2 separate regions of the Gasterosteus aculeatus genome follow, and region 1 is linked to region 2. A link is a contact called in public Hi-C data. All regions are on one chromosome and are shown on one strand. The core of a region is the stretch at or near the end of the contact, and the rest is flanking DNA. Distances in the headings are between cores, read along the strand shown.

Region 1 (6,303 bases), core at 3,186-5,685, 48 kb before region 2:
AGGCCCTCCTTCTTCTTCTTCTCTTTCTCCTCGCGCTGCGGCTCGCCGTCCTCCCCGGGGGCGGAGTTCTTGAGCGCCTCCCTGATGTCATAACCGAGCACGACCGACGCCAGCAGCGAGCCGCAGCCGTACAGCACCGAGTCGGTCTTGCGGCGGGCCGACGCCCTCTTCAGGCTGTTGGTGGGGGTGACCTGCGGGGTGGTGGAAGTGGAAGAGGTGGACGTCGTGGTGCACGGGTCTTCCGGGGCCTCCGGGGTGCCGCCCCCACCCGCCGCCCCGACCCCAGAGTCTCCCGCCCCGCACGGCCCCCCGGGGCTCTGGGGCTGCTGCTCGTCCCTCCACAGAGGCAGGTCGATGTACACCTGGTTGGGGAACTTGAGCGGTTTTGGCTTGGAGCTGCTTTCGGGACTTTCCTGGGAGGAGGCCTCGTCTTTACCGGCCCCCGCTGACGACACAGAGGTGGAAATCAGCCAGCAGAAGCGTTACACAAAAGTACTTAATTGTCTTTGTGTGACAGACGTTAAAAGGAAAACGAGGGTTATAAGTAATCAAACACAGAAATAAACGCGTACAGACGATCACAACGTGCGCGGCATCACGCGGGATTTTCAGCTCACTTTGTTCAGCAAACAGGGCCGAGAGGGGGACAGACTTCTGGGATTTGACCAGGCTGGTGGACCAGGGGTTACTGCCGTCTGACAGGGGACGCACTCTGGAGACACACAGAAGTATAAAAACATCACGCACAAAACACCAACCCGTGTGTGTGTGTGTGTCTGTGTGTGTGTGTACCTCTCCGCAGCAGCAGGCCTCTCTTTGCTCTGTACTGAACTGGGCCCCCAGGTTCTTCCTTTCTTCTTGATTCCCCTTTTCACATCGTCAAACTCCTCTGGCCTGAAGAGGGCGCTGCGGCCCCACGTGCGGTTGCTTTCGTCTTGGGTAACTGTCGACACAACAACAGACAGAGAAACCCGTGTAGACACGTTAGTACGATTATTTTAAAATGTACAGTCCATCCGTAAAACCTCAGTAAATACACTAATACAGACTAAATGTTAAATAAGCAAATAATTAGTCGTGGGTGTTCTCTCATAAGAATGTATTTCAAGGCAGTTATACACTGGATGGCTTTTTAGCTTTTACCTTAATAACGGCATTGATTTAGGAAGATTCAAAGTGACTATTTTCTATAAATATACTAGAAAATATCACCAATGTAAACCTTTATTTGTGAAAAGGAAATCAAAACCTCCAAAAAGCATGAAAACCAAAGCTGTTGCAAAAGCTTACGGCTGTTGTGATGGCAGCAGACACGGGAAATCAAAATTATTATTTTTTTTAATTAAGATGATTGAAATAGAAATTTTGCAGAATCCGAAAGTCTACGCCGTAAATTGCTACCAAGAATAATACCAGTGAGAAAAACCAGCACACCCCAAGGCCGCACATTAGAAAAACCTCGTCAATCAGCCAACATGATCCCCACAGACGTCAAACCCTCTCATATGTCAGAGAAGCCAGACATCACGAGCAGCACGCGGGAAGCCGATCGCTTCGAGGCCGCGAGCTCGCTGGTCAGATCGACGTTATGTTGGTAAACATACAAACCGTCCCTCCGCATGTGGGACATCGCTGGGGAGGGAAGTAAACCAGTTACCTCTGACCAGCGTGAGACAAGTTGACTCCTAGTTTTTACTGCGCTAAAATGTAGTTGAGAGACAGGTCAATGACAGTAAGGAAATGATAAAAGAATATATATATATATATATATAAGAATATATATTCTTTTAGATTAAATACTATAGATATTTGGGACGTTTTTTATAATATAGTACACTTTTTGTTATAATAAATCACATGTATCCATTTAGTGAGATGTGTTCCAATACATGTTAAAGTAAAACTATCAAAGAATTTAAAAAAGTGCATTATTTCTTGGTAGTTAGAATAATTGTTTGCTCTTCATTTAATTGCATGTTTTGTGCACCTATGTTTCTGTGTTGTCTCTCACGCGCGCACAAAGACACACACACACTCGCGCGCACGCAGGTCATGAAATATTCCTCCCATCAAAACAAACAGCGATTCTGAGCCACAATCGGCGCTTCACGTCTGAACATCATCATTGCGCGTAGATGCTGAGCAGGAAGTTGTTACTGGCGGGCCGTTGGTGCGTGACCAAACTGTCCAAACAACTGGCTGCTCGTGGCTCGGGAGCTCTCGTTCACACGCCTCTCGCCGCCGGGACACTGGAACTGCTGACTACTTAAGAGAACAAAAGGAACAGGACTCACGCTGAATGGCTCGTAGCCGGGGGATGAGCGTGGGGCTGCTGGGAGGAGAGGAGCTGGTGCTGTGAAGGCTCCGCCTCTTGTCCATGGAAGGCGAGGCCTGCACAGTGATCTTATGCTGGAAGTCTGCAAAATGCAATATACAACTAATTGATATTTGAAGAGGAAACGGCAATGAAATGAAAGTGTGGATTTGGGAGAATAAATGTGCGGCGCGTTCCCCCACCTGAGGGCAGGCTGATGCGGTTTCCGTCCTTCAGTTTGAGGCGGGAACGCTTGAATTTGCCTTTCCTCTTCTTCACGTTGGGCTTGTCTTTGTTGAGCTGGAAGATGAGGATGTTGAGCTCCCTCTCCAGCACGTTGATCTCCCGCTCGGCCAGCTGCTGCTCGCGGCGCTTCAGGAGCTCCTCCTGAGACTTCTGCTGGAGCGTGGCCCGCGTCAGCTCCTCCTCTCGGGATCGCAGCTCCTGGAGGAACGCGGCGCCGGGACGCACGGGTCGTTAGATCGCACAGACACGCCTTTTTTATGAATGTTTCTCAGCCGGTAAGACACAACTCTCTTGTAAGACCGATGAGAATGCATTGCAAATCAACAGGTGGTAACACGTCTCATGAATCATTACACTACAGGTCATTTAGCTGACACTTTTTACCCAAAGCGACTTACATCGCATTTTTTAACCCATGGCTATTTACATTTTTCCCGAGGGGAGCAATTAGGGGTTAGGTGTCTTGCTCAGGGACACGGGGGCTCAAACCGCCAACCTTGCGGTTCCCAGCGCACCCTCTCTACTCCACGCGCCACCATCGAGCCTATGAATCCTATGTAACAAGGGGAAAAACAGAAAAAGGAGGCAGCAGTGTATTGAATAACGCTTCCTTCAGGGAGATTACTGCCTGCTGTTTCAGGCCGTTTTTACCAAGCTAACCAGTCACGTCCCCCCAATTTCCCTTTAACTGCTCGCAGTTGAGTAATAATAATCCTTACTGGATGACTTGCATAAAGTAGCTTTCCAGTCAAGCACTTCGGCCACCCACCTAGACGCAGATTACTGCGGGGCGTTTGGGGGAAGGTAATGTGCCATGTGTAAATGTTAGATTATGCTCTAAGCTATTTGTTTCTTCCTTCTCATGATTTATGGTTTACATAACAAACAAGCTTTATAGGGCTTTTTAAGGCCTTATGTGATTAACACAAAAGATACGTGTTAAAAATGTGGTTTAACACAACAGAACATTTCTAATAAATTAATGTATAACACTAAAAATATATAACTATCAAATAAAAAAGGCATAAATTAAAGTTTTAGGACTTTTTAGTATCTGTGTCATTCAGTTCACCATTTGTTGACTCAGCTCTTTGTGCTGATCCTGCAGTCTCTACAAACACTAATTACCCCCCCCGCTTTAAGCCAGCAATGGGAGACTTAAACAGGAAGCAGATTAAGGTTTTAACAAGGGGAAGCCTGCTGAAGCGCCCGGGCATTAATCACACTTTTTGTCTAACGCGCAATTAGCGTTTCCACTGAAAGTAACCAATTAAGTCCATAAAAAGCTGCCCAAGCTCAGATAAACCTCAGCAATCAGTCAACGTGTGTTACTACTGGTGTGTAAAAATACAGACACAAATGAGGGATGGAAGGTCTGCCTCATAATTGGCACGTCGGGTTTCTAACTTCTAACCACATCTGGTGAGGAAGCTGTAAGGTCTTCATCGCCCCGTCCCACCTTCTCTTTGGTCCTGAGCTCGTCAAACATCTCCTGGATCTCCACGCGCCAGTCATCCTGCATGCTGTGGAAAGAGTCCTGGGGCATGGTGGCCATTACCGCCTCCTCGATGGCCGACAGCTGCTCCAGGATGCAGGAGAAGGAGGGACGCACGTGGGGGTCCTGGTCCCAGCACTCTGGACGAGCACACACACACACGGTACATGTTAGTTAGGTACATAACTGCGTGTAACGGTCGTCTCATGTCATTCTGAAGACAAAAGTCCATTGAACCGTTTCCGTCCCGCAGCATTATCATTATGGTTCCGTTACACATTTACCTTCCATGAGCTTGGCGAAGGGTTCGGGGCAGGTGGAGGGGATTGGAAGAGTTAACTTATTGACAGCCACTCCGTAGGCCACAGCCAGGCCGTCTATCCCGCGGTACGGAACCTCCCCCGTGAGCAGCTCCCACAGCAACACGCCATAGCTGACAACGCAGGACATTTAGCAGGAGGGTCAGTGACACGGTTTGATAAATGCTTGCTGGGGTGTGCTGCGTCCTGCGCGCCATTTGTCGTACCTCCACACGTCACTGCCTTTGGAGAAAAGAGAGGACTTGATCACCTCGGGGGCCATCCACGAGTAGGTGCCCGCCGCCGACATTTTCGTGGTTTTGTGCCACTCCCTCGCCAGGCCGAAGTCCGTGATCTTCAGGGTCTTCCTTCCGATGTCGTCGTTCTCGATCGTTTCAAGTAATAAAACTGAGAAGAGAGAGGGACTCGTCAGTGAGTGACTGAATGAAATGGTTCGGGATGAAAGTGACAGATGTGACGGTTGCGGCCGTGATATTCGCTATAAGACCTGACTAAAGACCAAGGTGACATTTTTGAATGTCTTGTTTTGTCCAACCAGCAGTTCAAAACTGAAAATAGATCCCAGACTAACTTTCTATTCAATCTTTTCATCACAGTGAAAAAATATTAAAATACAACCATAACTGACAAACCTTCCTCTCATGTCTTTGTCAAAAAGACGCGAGTGGTGCGTATCAGCCGCCAAAGTCAAGACTCCTTGATGCTTTTGTTCGCTGTTATTTATCAAAATGTGCATTTGCCTCTGCAAAGATCTCGTGTTACAAACTGTCCCATTTCATGATTTACAGGCAGGTCAGTGTGGACATGTCTTATCAGCTGTGGACATTTAACAGCATGTCATTTCAACTTGAGTCAAAGATATTTCTTAAAGTGGTTTGCCGAGCGTCACTTAGGTGGGAAGATGGTGGGAAAACTTCCTGTGCGAAGGTAAACTAGTGGAGGCGTTGAGACGAGTTCCCGACCCGACACGCAACGTGCATCACAGCGCACACCTGAGAAGGTTGCTCAGTTCATAAGGCTGCTTGTTAACAGCTTCCTGCAGACGCTCTGATCTGTGAGAGTGGAAGTGGGACTCGAGTGGAGCGGCTACACGGTGTCGGTCACTGACCTTGGATTCGCTCCGTCAGACATTGGACTGAATGTGCAACACACACACACACACACACACACACACACACACACTTTAAGTTTGGTCTTTTCCACTATTTAAGATTAAATGGTTCACCTGAAATACACTTCGTGACCCTAAAGCCTGGCTGGACACACATTGTGATCATTACAAACAATAGTGAATGTGTGCGGCCAGGAACAGAAGATTGACGGCTTGATGGAAGACACACAGAGAACGGATGTTGTGAGCTGACGGATCTTGATCTTGTTTATTGGATGAAATCCAAAAAGGACGAACATTGAGAACAAGCTTCTAAAATGAGGATTTATGGTTTTGTTTTAGTTCATTTTTGAACGCCTCACCTCTGATCCCAAAGTTTGGCTTAATTTGTAATTCTTTTTTTACTACAACCTAAAATAAAATCGGCTCAGTGGACACAGACAGACACACACAAAGGGTGGACTGATTTTGCGCTGCGTTTTAGGCGCAGTGAGACTCCTATGGGTTCTACTAATAACAGGTATTGGTGCCATTACCCCCCTCAGGCAAGGAGGGGATCCTCTGCCCGGGCTGCAACAATAGGAAACCCATTACAAACAGGTTTCACCAGACCAATGATATACTACTTCTTGTTGTCAGGTTCCCGCTCAGGGACCTCGTAGCGCGTATGAGGACTTACGCCGGGTTAGAAGAACAGTAGTCTTGGGATAACCCCTTCTGCATTGAGTGGCCTATAGAATTTCACGGCAAATGCTTCCTTTGTAGCGCCGCGATCCTTCAGTCAGGCCCCTAGAGGTTTCACTCGCTCACTCTACCC
Region 2 (6,488 bases), core at 3,039-5,538:
CGTTTGGGTATCTGGGCGTCCAGCGACCCACGGAAAACCGCCCAGCGGGACGAGCCATTCACGAGCCCGAGTGTCCCCATTGCGTGAGAACGACCTTTGCAGAAGGAGCACCACATTTCTTTCACAGGCCATCTCAGAGCAGACCTTCCGGAGAAGAGTTTATAAAGAAAGGTATTCGAAAAGGTACACGAAGACAAAAGAAGAGACTAAATGAAGCAAGTTCTCGGATAAAACAAGTGTGAACCTCTTTAGTGTAGATGGTGGTTACACTTCAGTCAGTCAGCTTCTTTGTGTTGTGAGTTAGCTCGGATCGCACAAAGTCACATAATGAAGATACCAATGAACTGACAGAGGCAGCAGTGGACCAGCATCTCCTGTTTAAAAAATAGATTAAAAAGTGATGTGATTTGTTTCTCTGACACTTAAATGTGCGCGAGAGAAAAGTCCACAGACGTTTTTGTCCGCACACACGATAGTTGTGGTTTGTTCGAGCAGAAGATTACACTCGGCTGGCTTTTAAGGACCTAAATAAGCCCGTAAAAACCCCTTTACCCCTTTTTAACTATAACAGGAAAAATCTACACCAGGAAACACTATGAATATCAGCCAGGAAGCAGATGTCAGAATAAATCTATCTCCCATGGAAAAGATGATAATGATCTCCGCCATTTGAGGCACTTAAGCTTAATTTGACCGGGCGGTGAAATGTAAAAAAAAAAGCACATTAACGAACTGCAGTCCAGCACATCTTACCTGCAAAGCCATGGCTCAAATCAAATACTTAATTATCCAAATATCGGTTAACTTTTGATTATCAGGCGGGGGAGCCACCTCTCTCGTCCTGTCTACGCGCGCCCACGCCGTCGACCACGGCGGCGGTGCAGCACGCAGCGGTTTAGGCCGGGGCGACCTGCCCAGTATGCAAATGTCGCCGGCGGTCAGAGCGGCCGTCAGCTGTTCAGCGACCAGACGGCAGCCGTGGAAAAACAGTGCCGTTGGATGCAAACGACAGCGAGGTGACATGCAAATATAGAGTGGAATTACAAATACATCCTGGATGTGATGACACACGCACACACACACACAAAAACAACAAACTAGCAACAAGATCTGTTTAAAAAGTAGGCCGATTTTATTCATTAACACAAAACGTCCTCCTATCAATCCGTCTAATCCCGACAACACTGTGTGCTGGACACAAGTTTGTTCATTCATACCCTCACTGAGCAGCACTCACTGGCCAATGAGGAACACAAACACTACGACGGCTTTACAAAAAGGGGTACGATCAGCAATACGTCGTTCTATGCACATCTAGCAACGACTGCTCACAGCGGGACGTGTCATCCTCCGAGTCCACGTGTCCATCCCATGGTCTCCCTCAGCGGATGCAGTTTGCCAACAATCAGCTGTTGTGGAGTTGACGACGAGGGAACATTTCATCCACTGAGATGTGATTGAAAGACGTAGGAAAAGCTACTTTTTGAAAATGTTCAACTGGTGTTAAAGGGACACGACGTAAAAGGTTGACTACAGTGAGCTGCTGTGCTGCTGCCTTTCGTTTTCTCCTTTGATCTGATAATTGGGCGGCACAGGGAGCACAGAGAGCCAAAGAGAAAACCTTGAACCTCCAAAACCGCCGATCGCTAACCGGTCGTACCAGAATGAACAAGCTCGCTTTTTTTTTTACTGTGGAGACATTTTGCGCCTCGTGGATGACACTTAAACCAGCTCTTGGTCAGACATGTTTCTTTTGTCTTCATCCGCTTGATTTTAAACACAAATCACGACGTCCCTCTCCGCTGTCTCTCATTCCGAAGCTCCACGGTCTCATCGATCAGCTTAATGACAACATGTCCGATTTAAACTCACAATGAATTAGTGATTCCCTACAAACAGGTCAGACCGAGCGGTCATGGCGCGCGGTTACGGAGTGACCGGCTGGTCTGGGCTTCTGATCGGCTCGCTGGAAAGAAGAGGGGTTACTGGTCTCACCATCCCTGATGGAGCGGCACAAAATGGGACACGAGAGCGGCTCTGAGGCGCGAGCGCTTCCTCTCCTCGCCTCCCCTGCTCCTCTCGCGTTTCACTCGCCGTCCCCTCCTAGGCTGCCTAGGATGTCGGTGAAAGGCTCATTTGTGGATTCGAGACTACAGGGAGCGTTGAAGATGCAGCATCTGAGAAGAAAAAACGAGGGCAAAACAGTCACAACGGGATTATTTTATCCCGGCTATGTAAATAAAAATGCAGTACTTTAAAGTTGAAGAACAAACTTGGCAGTGCGCTCTGCTGGACAAATGACGTCAGTCAGTTTTTAAGGCGCTAAAACAATTAGTTTGACTGTTTAACCAAAAAATAAAACATTCTTTGTTTTTAGTTATTTAAGATGTTCTTATTGCCCAACGTATCAACTGACTCGGCTGTGACATGCTTGTCAAAACCGGACGAAGTATCAGGAAATAAACCAAATGCAGTATCATCATCATCATCATCATCATCACGAGCAGCTCTGACAGCTCTGAAGGATTAAGCTCATCGGTGGTGTCACGACCCCACCAGTCAATCACAGTCAGAGGCCGTTAGCCAGATTTGGTCGCTGACGCAAACTGACTGAGAGCCCGAAGGCGACGGCGCTTCCCGGGTCGCCGTCACGCCGCATGTTCTCACGCAGGAATTACTGTTCAGAACGACTTGCTTGCCTCACAACGGCAGAAGTGTTTGCATGTGGAACATCAACGCTGGAAAATCATATTAAACTGTTTTATTGAAGGTTCATTGACTGCTATGTTTCTGTTTTACCCCACTTACATTTCACATATTTTTGTCTTCAGTTGCGTGGACACGACGTATTGTCCCTTTGATGTCGAGAAGCAGAAATTGTAGTTGTGCGTTGTGCCAGGAGAAGATGGACACCAGTCACTTTAGCAGCACGCTGAGTGAAATAAGTTAATCAAGACATTGACAGAAAAATAATCCGGAGACTGAAGTAATTAGATAGTAAGTAATTAAACTGGACCATTTCTCAGAAAAAAAGTATTTGAAGATGTCACCTTGGATCTTTCACTCTTGCCCATAACCCTAAACAGGCAACAACTGGCTAATTGATGGATAATAAAATGAATTGTTTATTGCAGTCCAGCATATAAAACCATCATCAATAACCACGATCAGTCTGAATGTTTTCACATGATGTCACACAACATCATAGGAACACACACACACACACACACACACACACACACACACACACACACACACAGCAGCCATGTTGACTCTGACTCACACATCTTCGCCCGACGCGCACGTGAGGAAGTCTCGCAGGATGTCGTGGGCAACAACAACAACAACAACAACACAACCTGGCCTCTCGCGACCAACGTCAAGCAACACAACTCGTGCGTGGCCTCCTGCCTGACTGACCGGGAGAAGGAGGCGGAGAGCGTCCGCTGGGCCCGCGCGTTTCACCGGGTAAACAGAGTCCGCTCATCGGACCCTCAGTGCAACGCTGGGACCCCCGACCCCCCCCCTCCTGCAGGGTGCGGGGGGGGGTGAAGGGAGAGGAGACCCCCCTCCCAGCTGACAACCAGGGGGTGTTAACCGGATTAGAGAGAGAGGGGGAGAGAGGGAGAGAGGGGCGGGGGGCTGCACGCAGAGGACCGTCGCAGCGAATTTTCTGTTTTTTTCTTTTCTTTTTCTTCTTCTTTCTAGAACTCAAACACCAGCCACTTTCTCTTCGCTAGCGTTAGCCAACAGCCAGAGGTACGCTATCTCTCGGCAGCTGGAAGGAGGAGGCGGTGGTGGTGGTGGTGGAGGTGGAGGAGGAGGAGGTGGCAGCTGAGAAGCAGCAGCAGTGACGGCAGCTAGCCCCGTGCTAACGTCAGCTAGCCCCCGCTCCGCGCGGAGCATTAGCGCGCGACAACCAGCATCTTACCGCTTCGCGTCGGGCCGTCGGTGTCCCCGGGGTGGCGGGTGCGATAAACGCGACGTCCCGGTGCTTATTTAGCGACATGGTAAGCGGGAATCCTGCGGTGAAAGGTCCATCGCCGGCTGTTTTTCTGCCATCCGCCCCACTTCAGCACCGAACGCCGCCGAGCCCCTGGATGCACTGCGCAGGCGCGCTGCTGCCGCCGCCGCCGCTCTGTGAGAAGATGCACTGCCGAGGCTCCACGTGAAGGTTCTGCAATGTGCAGAGGGTCACGTTGCACGACCAGCGTGCGCGACAAAGCCCGAAAACGCCACAGTATTCGTTCGATCGCGATTATGCTGCATTGGTTGAAGTCAAACGTTTTGCATGAAGAACAAAACATCTGTCCATTCAAGTCATTAAATAAAACCGGTCTGAAGAGGATAGCCACAGTGTGAAGTTTAGAAGGTCGCTATTCATATAAGAGCACATGCATCCTCAGGTTATAATCCAGTGAATAATATATACTGCATATTTAAACTCACGCATTACATCAAAGCGCTTCAGTAATTGAAGAGTTGTTTTATGGGTAACTGGTTTTCTAACATATTCGTATTATAATGGGTCTACTGTGCATTTTATATATGTCGTTATTCTGTGATGTTATCTGTGAGTTAGTGGACATTTATGTGAATGTGTCCGTAAGGAATGATCAAGGACTTCTTGGTTATTTTCTTCCTTATCTTAATCTTTTTCTCCTCCCTAAGGGATGAAAATTCAATTTTAAAAGTCATGGGTGATTTAAAATGAGATGTCAGGTGAAACAGCAGCACATGGCTTTGGATCAGACAAGAGTAGGTTGAGACTGTGTTTCAGGCCGTAGAAGTGGTTAAAAGGCTAAATCTATTTTCTACATAAAGAAATAAACGTCTCTGTAATTTCTTTTTAATGGGCAATCATTTTGGCTGCAGACAGCAAGCGAGATGGTTATGCTACATTTGACACCAATAATATTTCCTGGCATGCGAAAGGTTAATTATTTAATTGGTGTATTTATCTACTGTATTCATTTCCTTATACATCCCATTTACATTTGATCTCAAATCATTAGACACAATGTGAGCTACATCATTGTTTATAACATCAAATTATTTATAATTTTTCAAGAATAATGACTATTTGAGACTATTTGCTCCTTTTATTGTTTATTTGTATAGTTCCACTCCGTCAATGTGCTTCTGCAGCGTGAGAGTAACCACTGATCGTTCGGACTATTTTCCTACGGTTAACACAGGGGGGCACCAAAACTCTGCTCTCTCTCTCTCCCCCCCTCACACACAAATTACACACGCACACACACACACGCGCACACCTGCCATACAGCACTAGGAAAGCCTAATTGCAGTAAATCTGCATGTTAACTTTGCATGAATTATTTGAAAAGTATTACACACTGACAGCGAGCGGCTTTCGGCTGACAGAAATCACACCGCGTTTTGCGATGCACGTCTCATGGATTGGTGCTTTTCACATCAAAAATCTACATAAGTATTGTTAAAGCACTTCTTCTTAGCTGATGTAAGCATACAACCAGTACTGTAATTTGGGTATTTCATATATTTATCGGTCATCATCTTTGTGCATCTGCCACTCGTAATATTTCAATGTGAGGATCGATGAGCGTGATGGAAAGGTCATGAGAGGGAAGTCGAGAAGATGCATTTTGTGTGTTCCCTCAAAGGGCTCGGATCACATGCGGTTTTTCTCCACATGAGCTGATAACTGCTCATGCTGATTATGTGATAATGTCAAGAGCGACACACTCTGAAAAAATTTCACCGTAAATTAACGGTATTTTACTGGCAGCAAGGACGCCAGGAATTTACTGTTGTTTTATGGTATAATACCGTAAATGGTTTTTATACTATGTTACCGTAAAATGGATTACTGTATGTTACCGTAAACTTGAACAAATTTTACTGTGAATTAACTGCAATTTACTGTCAGTCGACGCTAGTAACTTACCGTTTTATTTACAGTGCCCTACCGTAATTTACGGTATGTTACGGTATGTTGTATATTGGATTACAGTTTCTTACCATACGATTACTGTTTTTGCATTATAAATACCAGAATGTTACCGTTTACTTATAACGTATACATTTAATTCCCCACAAATTAAAGAAAGACATCCAAACTCATTTCGGTCATAGTGGTTGGAGTTTATTAGATGCCTTTAAGACAAAAATGTTCGGCATTTGTAACCAAGAGCAAAACATAATATCCCGCATGTATATAATAATAAAAAAATTAATCATAAAATCATTAGGAACAAGGTAAACTAACTGCAACAATACGCTATGGAACACTTTCAATTGGCCGCAGCAAACGGCTGGCGTCCTTAATCCAGTGCCTCTATAAAAAAAAGATATATATATATATATAGAAACACTGTCATTGGTAAAATATTAAAATTACAAAGTTGAGGAAGACAACAAGATGTAAGGAAGGAGAATGTTAATCACGCTAGGCAAATAACACTTACCAACGTTACTTGGAGAGACGAGGCAATGAGAAACTCCTC

What was found. Hi-C and Micro-C count contacts between places; a contact is called where the count stands out from the background.
Region 1: a contact with region 2 is called in a Hi-C map of skeletal muscle, with 3 times the contacts expected there. The contact joins the enhancer-like site here to the promoter of rgs17 in region 2. A contact is called at or near these places in 3 of 6 Hi-C or Micro-C datasets (skeletal muscle and whole body).

What each region holds. Positions count from the first base shown.
Region 1 is chr6:15,737,628-15,743,930 of fGasAcu3.hap1.1, reverse strand. It overlaps map3k21 (mitogen-activated protein kinase kinase kinase 21), which reads right to left. Exons shown (of 9, transcript XM_040179109.2): 2 at 4,582-4,762; 3 at 4,340-4,488; 4 at 4,020-4,195; 5 at 2,518-2,758; 6 at 2,295-2,417; 7 at 793-943; 8 at 618-712; 9 at 1-445. Among protein-coding and RNA genes, the nearest start is that of il22ra2, 9.0 kb to the left of the region's middle. Within about 2 kb of position 4,435, at least 1 of the 9 cell types and tissues checked has open chromatin away from gene starts, as enhancers often do.
Region 2 is chr6:15,689,054-15,695,541 of fGasAcu3.hap1.1, reverse strand. It overlaps rgs17 (regulator of G protein signaling 17), which reads right to left and starts at 4,288. Exons shown (of 6, transcript XM_040177930.2): 1 at 3,932-4,288; 2 at 1,996-2,177. The coding sequence starts at 1,998.